Linked DNA regions of Danio rerio: region 2 is linked to region 1. A link is a contact called in public Hi-C data. All regions are on one chromosome and are shown on one strand. Each heading gives the region's core, a stretch centred on a gene start, on an enhancer-like site or on the middle of the called end of the contact. The rest is flanking DNA. Distances are from core to core; before and after follow the strand shown. Region 1 has its middle 35 kb from the start of efna5a. Region 2 overlaps LOC141379854 (a long non-coding RNA gene).

Region 1 (6,517 bases), core at 985-3,484:
TGTGAGGCGACAGCACTACCTACCCACTGCTTCACCCCTTTGCATCGTTTCACAGATCTAAATTTCAATTTCAATCAGTTTTCAGATTTTCAACAGTTCTTAAACAGATTTTCAAGATCTCCTGCTGCTTTCAGTAGTATGACAATATATGTCATGTAAAATGGCATTCAAACTTGCGTTATTTGCATTTAACACTAAATAAAGCACATGAGGTATACCTGATGTGATCGCTGTCAGTTTTCTAAAATAAAATAAAAATTTCAGGTGCTGGTCAGGACAAAAACCTCCTTTTAATTTGGAAATTTACCATAGCTTTTATTTAAAACATAATTTAAATTTTTGCCTTTGTTGGTGTCGTCAATCTGACAACCTGCTCTTGCGTGTGTTTTGAACCAGGGGTGCAATACCTTTTTCCACCACTGGGTGTCAAACTTACATACTGCACCTTCAAGCAGCTTATATAAAATTAGTTAAAATGACACAGTTCATAAATTTAGGTTTTATATTAAATCCACTTCAATTTGTAAAAGCAATTATGTTAACCTAGTGGATGTGTGTTGGTACAAGATGAGGGAATTATGTGGAACACAGCATTTTTAACAGTGTGTAACTTTTTGAATTAGTAACTTATTCAAATTCACTTGTATGATCTCATTCATACATTGTAGAATGATTTGCTCATCACCAGTGAGGGGTAGGGTTAGGAGTAGGTTTTGGATGCCTGCCTCCTTTTAAAAACTGTACATTTTCATACGAATGAAGTCATGTTAATCTATACGAATTTCTAACTTTTCTGACAATACATTAAATAATTACTTTTCCTCATGAGATCAGGCTGGCTTTTCAGAGAGTTTAAGAAACTGCTGATCTGCTGTGATTTTTCATGCACAACCATCTCCAGGGTTTACACAGAAAAAGAGAAAATATCCAGAGCACTTCTGTGAGAGAAAAATGTCTCGTTGATTCCAGAGGTCAGAGAAGAATGACCAGTCTGGCTCGAGCTGATAGAAAGGCAACCTAACCATTTGTTCCAATTAAGGTCTACTGAAGAGCATCTCAACACGTACAACCTTGAACACAAAAACTGAGGCTAAAATTGGGCAATAAAAATTGGTCTGATGATGACTCAATTTCTACCACCACATTTGGATGGTATTGTCAGAATGTGCTGTAAACAACTTAGAAGTATGGATTCACCTTACCATTTTGTTTTTCACATTGTTGTTGGAGGAATAGTTGGCTGGGGAATTTTTTTTTATTGGCAGCTTTTTGGTTATTGCAGCAGAGCTTGACACTCCATATAATCGTGTAATATCTTGTGATGTCTACTTCCAGTAGGATAACACAGTATGTCACAAAGCTCTAATAATCTCAAACTGGATTCCTGATCTTGACAATGAATTCTCTATAGTCAAATGGCCTCCACAGTCACCAGAACTCAATCCAACAGAGCACCTTTGATATGTGCTGGAACAGGAGATTCACCTCATGGATATTCAGCTGACAAATCTGCAGAAACTCTGTGATGCTCTTACGTCACTATGGATCAACATCATCTTGGGTCTAAATTAATCCTACATCCTTCAAAATGCTCTTACGCATCTATTGCTTAGCATTTTAGGCACCATGTTGAATGTACTCCATGAAGAATCAAGAACTTTTAGACTAAAATATGGCTTTCTCTAAATATCCATGGACCAGATAACATCTCTAAACTACAACATTATTAATGTGAAAATTTTTATTTGCAGAAAAGTTTCAGTCATCTTGGGTCTAGCTAAATCCTACAACTTCCAAAAAGCTCTCAAGCATCTATTGCTTAGCATTTTAGGCACCAAATTGAACTACTCCATGAAGAATTAAGACTTTTCAGGCTGTAAAATAAAAAACTAAACTATAGTATAAAAAAACTAAACTATATATATATATATATAAAAAACTACAATAATATTAATGTGAAGAACTCGTATTTGGTTACATTCCTCTTGGGTCTAGCTATATGCTATCTCCAAAATGCTCTTAAGTATTTATTGCGATGTAATTTTAGCGGTCTAAAACTTGTTGGTGGTTGCACAACACATCAGTATTAATCCAAAAAAATTGGTACAATGTTATTTTGTACTGATTACACATACTCCACAAACAGACCCCCAAAGCTCAGTGATACGCTTGACCTGCGCAGTGTCCGTTCTCCACAAGGGGACGCTCTGTTCTGTGTAAGCTCCTGTCAAAACACTATGGTATGTATGATGTCATGTGTCTGGTGTCTGTAACCTTTTCCCATGCATTGCAGGCACATTAGCATTAACTCAGCACACAGTGACACAGGACATCCTGGACAGAGCTGTATACAAACAGGACAGGCTGAAATGAAGCAGGATTCCTTGTCAATCCCTATATCCTGCTTTTCCCTGCCCCACCTGCAATTCTCCCACTCTCCAGACCCGCACGGAAATTTGTGCCTGCCGCCTATAAAACACTCTGTTTATTTAAAACATGCATCAATCAAAAGTTCTTGCATATTGGTTTGTCAAATCTTTAACCTATTAGATGATGTTTTAAAAACCAATAAGTCTGTATTATACGTATTACATTGCTTAATTATGTACATTCAACAGAAAGTAATATGACAAATATCTGTTTTAACCTTACACTCAACTTAAATGCTACGGGAACAGACTCACTTGTAAACATACAGCAGTCCATAAACGTAAATTACACTGTCAGAGGGTGACAAAGGGAGGAGGGACTGGACTCTTGTTTAACTCCATTGAGTTGGACTCATAAAACATTTTTAACCACACAATTCTTTGCAAGTACTGTTTTCTTATTTTTAAGCTTTCAAAAATATATTGGATATACACACTGCCAAACCTCACAGTGAAAATCACTAAATGAAATAAGTTAGCTTAACTTATAATCTTTTAAAATGTTTGACTCATTGAAAAAGAGTTATTGTAACTCAAACTGAATATATAAATATATTCATCTATGTAAATACAAGAAAACAACATTAACATTATAGCAGACACTGTAAAAAGGTCATTCCCAGCCACTAGACTTTTCTGACAGAGTATTCGAGCGCCATCGAGTGACATAATGTTGTGGAACTACTATACATGAGTTATTATTATGCATTATAGATAACGAAATTTAGCGTTTTTTTTATTTTAGCAGTTTTTATTTAAAAACATGATGGTAAAACACGAACGCCATTATGATTACATAAAAACATATGATTTGTTAAAATTGAAATAATGACAAAAAATACTAATTTCTCCATCTCCTGACTTCCATGTGCAGTCATGCTGTTGTTGTAGCTGGTGTATTCTGGGAAATATTCTTACCCCTTGGTTTTGAGTGTGGGCCTGAAAAATCTCAGTATCGAGGGATATTTAGCCCTTTCCCTAAGCCCTACGCCTTCAAGCTATATAGCATTGGGACACCCCTACCCCTTTATGTGAATGCGCAAAACAAGGGGTATGGGTAAAGCTTGGTTAATACTTCTATGTCGAGTGATTGGCGTGACCCATGGCGCATGCCTTGCACAATATCGAACATTTATACTTCTGCGTGCTGCTTGTGTTGCTCTGCAATAACACTTGCGAACCGCTAGCTGGCAGTGAGGTTTTTATGTTCATCAGTGTCGAGTTTCTTGGTTGGTGTTTTGTTTATTTTCTGAACACTACCTTATTGTAGAAGTAGCTCAAACTCGCTCATTTTGAGGCGGGAACCAGGAGACGTGCAACAACTTTAATCATAAGGCAAACACAAAAAAAGACTTTCCACCTCCTTCACAAGACTTGACACTTCGCTTGACACTCAACAATCGCTCTAACGGGTTTGCACGGCTCTCGGTCCCGCCCACACTCGACAGCGATACCAAGCCGACCAATCACAAAACTTCCGCTGTGCTTCACTGCGATGTGTAGTTAAATTTTTTGAGAGGTGCTCATCAGCGATGATGGCAACAGCAAGGGCCATGAGTCCACGCGGAGGCTGCACTGGAGCACACACATTCGCTTGACGCAGATGTATAAATCAAGTATAATTCAAGTAGAAGGGCTAAGAGGTAGAATTGGGATTGGGCCTTAATAGCTGGCAAAATGTTCAAGTTACTAATATTCTAAAAGTTTGATGATAACAACACAAATGATATATGTATATGTGACACAATATAATAAGTTTACAGTACTCAAACCATTTTGTTTCAAAACTTGAATGGTTTGCCACAACAGTTTAAGTTAACTTATTGGGTTTTACAGTATAGTGAAAAAAAAATTCTGAAGGAAATGCTTAATAAGTAAACAGAATATAGTCCAGTACAGATTACTGGATTTTGCAGTTTAAATTAAATCAATTTACATTTATCAAGTCAGCTAAAAAGTGTTATTTCAGAAATAAATTCAGAACTAACAGTTTTAACGAAAGTGGCAAAATATAAATAGTTAAATAATATAGTCACATAATTAGGGTTTTGGGGGGCTGTACTGTGAGCCTTAAATTGATTCTGGTAATACATAACCAAATGAGTCTTTTTGTTAAAGAGTTTTGGTATAGAAACTATACCAAAAAAAATGATTACACCTTTATTGTTTTGATGCCTAAATCTCCTTTTGTCTTTGACCCATATGCAGGCATAATTTTTGTTATTAAATACTGCATTCCTCCTGTTTTATGTATGTATTTTACAAATAATATTTAAGGCTTAGCTTGCCTTTCTTGTAAGGAAACTTCTATCTACGGAAAGGAAATTCTGCAAAGATTTATTTAAATTCTATGATCCTCTCCAAAATGAATTATTGCCTGATAAGTTGGTCTAACACACAATCTAGTGTTAAAACTACTGGAATATTATATAAACAACTGCTTACAATTTTAAAATAAAATATTATACTGGCGTGGTAGGTAGTGCTGTCGCCTCACAGCAAGTAGGTCGCTGGTTCGAGCCTCGGCTGTGTCAGTTGGCGTTTCAGTGTGAAGTTTGCATGTTTTTCACGCGTTCACGTGGGTTTTTTTCAGGTGCTCCGGTTTCCCCCACAAGTCCAAAGACGTGGTATAAGTGAATTGGGTGAGCTAAATTGTCTGTAGTGTATGAGTGTGAATGGATGTTTCCCAGAGATGGGTTGCAGCTAGAAGGGCATCCGCTGCGTAAAACGTGCTGGATAGGTTGGTGGTTCATTCCACTGTGGCGACCCCAGATTAATAAAGGGACTAAGCCGAAAAAGAAAATGAATGAATGAATGATTTTCTTTTAATATATTTATTATGAATAATATATTAATATAAATACATGTAACTTTTGATTGATGCATGTATTGATATATGTTAATAATACCTATAAGATAAAAAAAAAAAAACTGTTTACTTTTCATCACTGTACTATTTTAAAAAACCCATAGCCTGCTTAGTTGGGAAAACATCATTAAGTTTAAAAATGGTTGTTTAGCTTACAAGAGTATGCATGGTTTAACTCCTTCCCTTCTTTCTGACTTTTCCCTGTTTAAATCTGTAGAAAACAGTGTGACTCGGGGAACAGCTAGAGCATATTGTATTATTTCACTTAGAAAGATGTCTTTTGGTCAAGATTGTTTTTCTTTTAAACCATCACATTTCACTCAATTTTAGTTTGAATTTGTATTTTTATTGGTATGGCCGTAACATAACATGTGGCAATGGAACCACCAATTACAATTGGTCTTTGGGCTAGTTTGGGTACATTTACGTTCTTGGTGAACATTGATTAATGTACACTGTACCTTTGTTGTAAATAAACTTAAGAGTAAGAATCTCTGACCATTTATATTTGGAAAAAATATATATTCTCGTACAGTTTACATATTCAACTTACTAAGAGATATTATTTAAATTTCTGTTTTCTATATGTTTTCTTTTTTCTTTTTAAGCCTGTTCCTAAAGTGTGGACTGAGATGGGGAAAAAGGCTTTTAAATAAACAGCACCTTTTGGAGAACAGCACCTTAAATATGAAGAATTATTGAGTATATTCTACATTTTCTAAATGTGTAGGTTTATTAGCTATAACTAGGCCCACACCGAACCTGCATTTGATTTTTAGCCCATCGTCCAGTCTATTTATTTACTTGTGTAAATGTGTGTACATTTATTTTTATTTAGTTTTTAAATTAATTTCAGTAATATTATTGACTAAAATGAAAATGTTTAAATGATTTATTTACAATATAGATTGTAGAGTAATATCTAATGTCTTTTAGTATATATAAGTTATATATGAGAGACTAGCTTTATTTACTAAATAAGTGGATCTAACTGTATTTGCATTGTAAATATTAAACATTAAAGTTAAAAATTTATTATTTTTCATTTCATTTTTTTTTTATAAATTCTGCTCAGAAATAACAAAAAAAAATTAAAAGTCCTGTGATTCTGTCTGACCCTAGCCATAAGTTTTATTATTTTTTTTATATTTCTAAAGATTTTGTTGAATTTGTTGTATTAGAGATACCTCATAAGTAGGCTAATCAACTGGAGTTTTTT
Region 2 (6,494 bases), core at 1,809-4,308, 180 kb after region 1:
GGTGGAGAGCTGCTTGGAGAATGTATCCAAATTGGGCCCCTGAGCACTGGAGCGTGAGGGTTTATGAGTGGCCCTTAAACATTGCGCTCAACTGAGGACTGGCCTTCTAGTGGGTATTAACTGGATTGAGAAACGTTTTGGGTTTCACAGTCAACTACGATGACGTGCGTAAAGGTGACTTTCAACATTCAAAGATCTCTAAATTTGGCATTTTACTAGGAGGTATGGTGATGGAGTCAACTTTCTACACAGTGTGTTTAAATGATTGACATTTGACAGTCAATTAAAATCCATCTTGCGTTTAAAGAGTGAAAACATTTTAAAAGGCAGAGAACAAAAAACTGCAGCTACTTATAATAAATGGACTATATGATTATCATAGCCCATAATGGTATTGTGATATTTACACTGTAAAAAATTATCTACGCTGTAAATGTGCTGTGTTTTCTCTATTTTGTTATTCATATTTCTAGTTTTCACCTTTCATGTATGCATTTGAATTGCATTTTAGGATCTTGATCGTTCTTCCAACCACTTTTAACCTTGAAAAGTTTGAAAAAGTGACTTTCATGAACATTTTAATAGTTTAAAGTGATATATTGTTTGTGGGTGTTGTATATCATAATACAAATACCTTGTAATAAACTGCCAGTACATTTTAGCCGGAAGCTTGCTCTCTGCAACTCTCACATGGTCGCGCACCGAAGCTAAGGCTGCGCCTGTTCAGTACCTGGATGGGAGACCATATGGGTCAGCTAGGTTGCTGCCAGAAGTGGTGTTAGAGAGGCCAGCAGGGGTGCTCAACCTGCAGTCTGTGTGGGTCCTAACTCTCAAGTATATTGATGGGGACTCTATACTGCTAAACCAAGGTCCTGACTCTCTGTGGTCGTTAAAAATCCCAGGATGTCCAAAAGAGTATAGGCGTTTAACCCCGGCATCTGTCCATCATTGCCTCTTAACCATCCCCATGTCATAACTGGCTTTATTACTATAACTCATCAATCATCTGGTGTGTAGTGTGCGGTATGGCTTAAGATGGCTGCCATAGCATCATCCAGGTGGATGCTGCACACTAGTGGTAAACAAGGAGATTCCTCCCAAAAATATAACCACTTTGAGTGTCCATAAATGCTCTTTGTAAATGTAAGGAATTATTATTATTATTTTCTGGTATTTTACGAACTTCTTTCTCTATGTATTGTATTTCATATACATTATATAATTGCTATATAAGTACTAAAATCTTAATAATTGCCACTTTGTTAAACTGTAGAGTTGAAATTTTCAACATCAAAAGTCAACAGATTAGAGATTAAGGTCCCATAATCAATTCACAACCATATATAAACTGAAAACACTTGTGAATCACAAAATACTAAACCTGTTTATTAACAGATATTCGTTAAAGTGTATAGTAAAATATTTCAAGGAAAAATTAATAAAGGAGATTACAGCCAGCTATTTTAGCTTGGCAAAGAATAACAACATTTTTTTATTATTGCATACGTTTTAATTTAATTAAACTAGTTTAATTAAAACTTCTCTCTGTGAATTTTAGAATCCTTTTAAGCCCATAATGTGGTAGAAACTCTATTTCATAGTATTGTATACAGTGCTAATGACTATATGTTGAATAGAGTTGCATTAGAAAAATAGTTTATCCTAATAAGAATTGGTTTTAAGCCATGGAAATCATATTCTGTTGCAGTTGTGTGTTGATTCTCTGTACATTTCATCCATTAAATTATTTCCACTTTCGAAAGTTAAAGCCAAAATGTCCCAGAGATGGCTGCTGATATCTTGTCATTAGGAGACGGTGAAGAGGATTTTCATTTTTAAAAAGTATTCATAGCTACTAGCTAATGCATGTTTTGGGGTTCACTTATCTAACTAGCTTATACATTTAACTCTCTAAAAAAATCTATGATCCCTCTCATTCCTTAAGTCGAGTCCTAGAGTTTAATATACTATATAAAATATTTTGTTGGTGTGAAACAGTACCGTTAGCATATGGAAATGTTAAAGCTTCTGTTTTTTTCCTAGAACTCCAGAAAAAAAGTTTAAGTGATTCATGTTGTGAAGCTGCCAATCACAGCTGTCAATCATTATAGCATCAAATACCTTACTAAAAGCATAAACATTTCAATAGGCAAAGAAAAAGGGCTGCTTTCATAACCTATACTGCAGCCAGCCACCAGAGGGCACTCTTAATGTTTTGGCTTCAAATTTCTGAAAACATACACTTTTGCACATCCATTTTATCAAGCAAAGAATTTTACATTTTGATTTGCACAATATAAGGATTGTCAATGTCAAAATAAGGAATTTCCGACTTATTACTCAAGTTATTGCAACTACGAGTTTCACTTTTGGAAGTTGTGTGAGGGCGCCCTCCGGCATAGTATATAATGAAACAAAAAACTGCATGGGAAAATTTGGCACCATATTATAATGCTGATGGTTTATGTAATGTAATCATGTGTATACTTTTAATTTGTAAATATCATGGTTATTTTTAGTGCAATGCTTTTATATCGCAATTGTTGTCGCAGTATATGACCATACCCTTTTGGCAGATACAAATATACACAGCAAAATAATTTCATTAATATTTGCCTGTAGCTCATGATTCATAAGTGTGTTATGATTTTGATTAGTGTTATAGATCTTCATCTCTGCTCTGTCAACATTTGATGTTGAAATGTTTAACAATGTGACTTTTATTGATGTTTATTAAACAATATTTTTTTGTCTTTATATAATAAGTGTAATGACTGTGTAATTGTTCTTATACAATTTATTGTTTTAAACTGCTAAAATATGTCCATAAAAGTCGTGTAATTAAAGTGTAGAGAGCAAAATCTTCAACATCAAAAGTTATCAGAGAAGAGATCGATGTAATGCAATCCAAAAGCTTAAATAAACATCTGTGAATCATCATTCATGAGCTATATCTTCAATGGTTAATTTAACAGATCATATTTTTACAGTGTAGTTATTATTGCAGTTATGGCACGAAAAGATGCATACCTGATGGGAACAGGCCTTTCCAGCTATTGCTTGCTCTTACTTGTTTTAACACGGTACCATGATTATAACAGGGAACATCCCGTTCCTGCTGTACTGTCTTGTTAAGTAAAAATTATTAGCATGTCACCACTGCAAACAAACAGTTCCCACTCTGACTTTCTGTTTACATTCATGAGTCCTGCATATTTCTTTTCGGTCTTTTGATCTGCCTACTTTTTCCACCGGAAGACAGAAATCCTGTCCACAAAACGGCTTCAAATGATGTCCATTTAGAAGCTAATGAGTCCAGCTACCTCTGTCTAAACACAGAGGAGGAGTACAAAAGACAGAAAACCGCGTCGGTGTTACAGCGAAGAGAATATAATCTCTCTTCTGTGAACAACAATGCATAGTTTGTTCATGAATCACTGCGGTTTTGGCACATCCAATGTTATCTGACAGGATCTTATCTATGTCAAGCTTTTACATATCATTCCTCGGTTATTACGTTGTGCGCAGTTGCTTAGACTTGTAACTTAGTTCAGCATCTGATTTTATCTATTTAATTGCAGCACGTTCTTTGAAATATTTAGCAGTGGGTATTTAATTAGTGAATGTGTGTAGATATGTGGGAAGATTAAAAGGTTGAGGTATAAATGAGGGTGAAGTGGAGGGCCAGAAAAGCTTTGATTTTTCAGTTTGAGGCAGTGTTAGATCCACATTTATTTCTGACCCGAACAGTATGCTAACACACATCAAAAAAAGCTGATTCTTTTTTTTTTTGTTCTAGAAATGTTGCAGGTTCTTGCAAGAATGAGCTTGTTTTGTTTCCGCCAGCCTCTCATACTTTTGTTTTTATGTTATGGCAAAAACACCAGTGAAATCTCGAGATCTGCAGATGATAATGGTATGATGATGATGATGATGGTAATATAAAATAAACACCATCTCTTATGAAACCATAACATTTAGTCCACGTAGCTCATCTTTCTTTAACATCTGCTGTTATGTCTACCAGTGCAGGAGATCAGACGTCTGAAACGACTGGTTTTGACACGGCTATATATAATAGTGTTAGTTTGTAAAAACAAAATCAGCCTTCCCATAAATCCTATCAGTTCTCTTCTAAACACTGGTCAAGCTGCAGGATCATGCTTGATGCAAAGCTGGTCTTGAGAAAAATGTGACCATGCATTATACATAAGTGCCTGCTAAACACTGTATTGCACATCTCTGCAGATTCCAGTGTTGTAAGTTTTACTTTTTGGTTTCATCATTACAGATGAGGCTGTATTAAGTGTTCAAAATAAAGATTGACTTTTTTTTAATAAAATGCATTTGAAGCATTATTTTAAATAATATTGACAGATTTTGTTGGCAAAATGTCTGGGGTCTGGTGTGCTTTGTGTTGTGTTCATGTAATTGCTGTGTCGTAATGTCCCATGTGTTGTGGTTCATGTGCTTTTATGTTATGTGTTTCCTTTATTCTGTTTTCCCGACATTTGTTAGTTGCATTAGTTCCACCTGTGTCGCACATCTGTATGTATTCAGTTTAATCATGTCTTGTGTATTTAATCCCCTGAGCAATTTGGCCTAAAATCAAAATCCTGAATAACTGAACATTTTAACTCGATCATGATAATTGAACGATTATTTTGTTTATTTACACTATATACTATCTGTGATTATTTTGTTTATTTACACTATCTACTATCTATGATTATTTTGTTTATTTACACTATCTACTATCTATGATTAATTATTGAACATCAATGTTGAGCAACTTAAATTAATCTGTGCCACCCACGCTTGTCACCATTATCAAACCGACAAATTACAAAGCTACCCTACGCGTCTTCACAATGTATAGTTACATTTTTTGAGAGGTGTGCCGTACCATATGCATGCACTCGGCTCAGAAGTATAATCCACGGTACAGAAAGTGATTGAAAAAAATTTGTTTGGAAAATTTTTGATTGATTTTAGGTTGTGAATGTTGATTTCAATTACTTTTCGATTAATCGCCCAGCACTATGTTATTCCAGTGTCACAACTCCTTGTCCTACCTGCGGTTGATTTTGCTATTGTTTTGATAATCCTCATTTGACAAGCTTTACTGCATAGTACATCTGTGACACATATGGCCCTGGAAATAAATTGTAACTTTAAAAAGTGAAAAAAAACGAAAGTTATTAATATTATTATTATTATTTGTTTGTATTTATTGATTTAGTGACGTTTGTCAGTTTACAAAATGTTGCAAAATTATAAAACAGAGGTCCTAACAGGCAACACTGCATAGTATTAAGGCTTTTTTTTTCTCAAATTTATCTTGACGTTAGTTTAGTCGAAATGACTACCCAGAACCACCCACTTTATTTAAAGTTTTGCCTCCTGCCATCAGGCAGAAAGTATACTTATACTAGACAGGCAAGGTCCAATAGATATTTGTATTCATTTGTTCCAACTGCAGTTGGCTTACTAAACAAGCGTTACGTTTTTTTTTCTCCATGAGTAATTGTATTGTTTACTGTTATTTTTTGTTGTTGTTGAGTGTGACTTGTTGCTGTCAACTGTCGGCTATTGCTGTAAACCTAATTACCCTTCGGGGACGATAAAGATATTTTAATCTAATCTAAAAGACTTTTTCTAAAGTGGCTTACAAAAGATGAATAAAGCAGTTTATCAAAGAAACAGCAAGATACTTTTTTACCAGTAAAAGATCTGTTGGTCTCAGCAGAGGTTTAGAGCAGGATTATTTAAAAGACTTCTTGAAAATAGTTTACTATAATCTTGTTTTGTATTCATAGGGGCAATAGGCCTGTCTACAATCTATTTTTTTGTTGTAAGATATATCGCACCAAAATATATAGTGCTAAACGATATTATTGTCATTTTAAGACCATTTCATGCCACTCATTATATAGAGAATGACAATATAATATTACAATGCATGTACACTATTCCAAAGAACACAGTATTTTACTCTTTAAGAATATTTAATTTATTATTGTCATTTTATCAATTTAATAAATAGGCACTGGAATCTAAATGTGAAAACGCGTATCCTAAACAAATAAATAATAATAAATGTTAACAATAAAGTGCAAAGTAAAAGTAACAGAACCAATTGAGCATTGAGTCAATGTATTGTTCCTGAGCATGTCCATCTCTTTATGACCACAGTGTACCCATCTTCTGATGGCTACTTAAAGCGGGATAACGTGCCATATCATAAAACGCAAATCATCTCAGACTAGTTTTTTGAATATGGCAATGAGTTCACTGCACTCAAATGGCCTTTACAGTCACCAGATCTCATTCCAATAGAGCACCTTTGGGATGTGGTGGAACGGGTGATTCACATCATGAATGTGCAGCCGACAAATCTGCAGCAACTGCATGATGCTATCATGTCAAAATCTCTATGGACTATTTCAAGTACCATGTTTAATCCATGCCATGAAGGATTATGGTGGTTCTGA

The links. Hi-C and Micro-C count contacts between places; a contact is called where the count stands out from the background.
Region 2: a contact with region 1 is called in a Hi-C map of embryo, with 2.6 times the contacts expected there. The contact joins two enhancer-like sites. A contact is called at or near these places in 1 of 18 Hi-C or Micro-C datasets (embryo) and 1 of 4 datasets of contacts at active chromatin or transcription factors (caudal fin).

What each region holds. Positions count from the first base shown.
Region 1 is chr21:21,832,362-21,838,878 of GRCz12tu, forward strand. No RefSeq gene overlaps it. Among named protein-coding and RNA genes, the nearest start is that of efna5a, 35 kb to the right of the region's middle. Within about 2 kb of position 2,235, at least 21 of the 62 cell types and tissues checked have an H3K27ac peak or open chromatin away from gene starts, as enhancers often do.
Region 2 is chr21:22,011,128-22,017,621 of GRCz12tu, forward strand. The region is part of intron 3 of LOC141379854 (a long non-coding RNA gene); the gene reads left to right. Among named protein-coding and RNA genes, the nearest start is that of gadd45gb.1, 32 kb to the right of the region's middle. Within about 2 kb of position 3,059, at least 3 of the 62 cell types and tissues checked have an H3K27ac peak or open chromatin away from gene starts, as enhancers often do.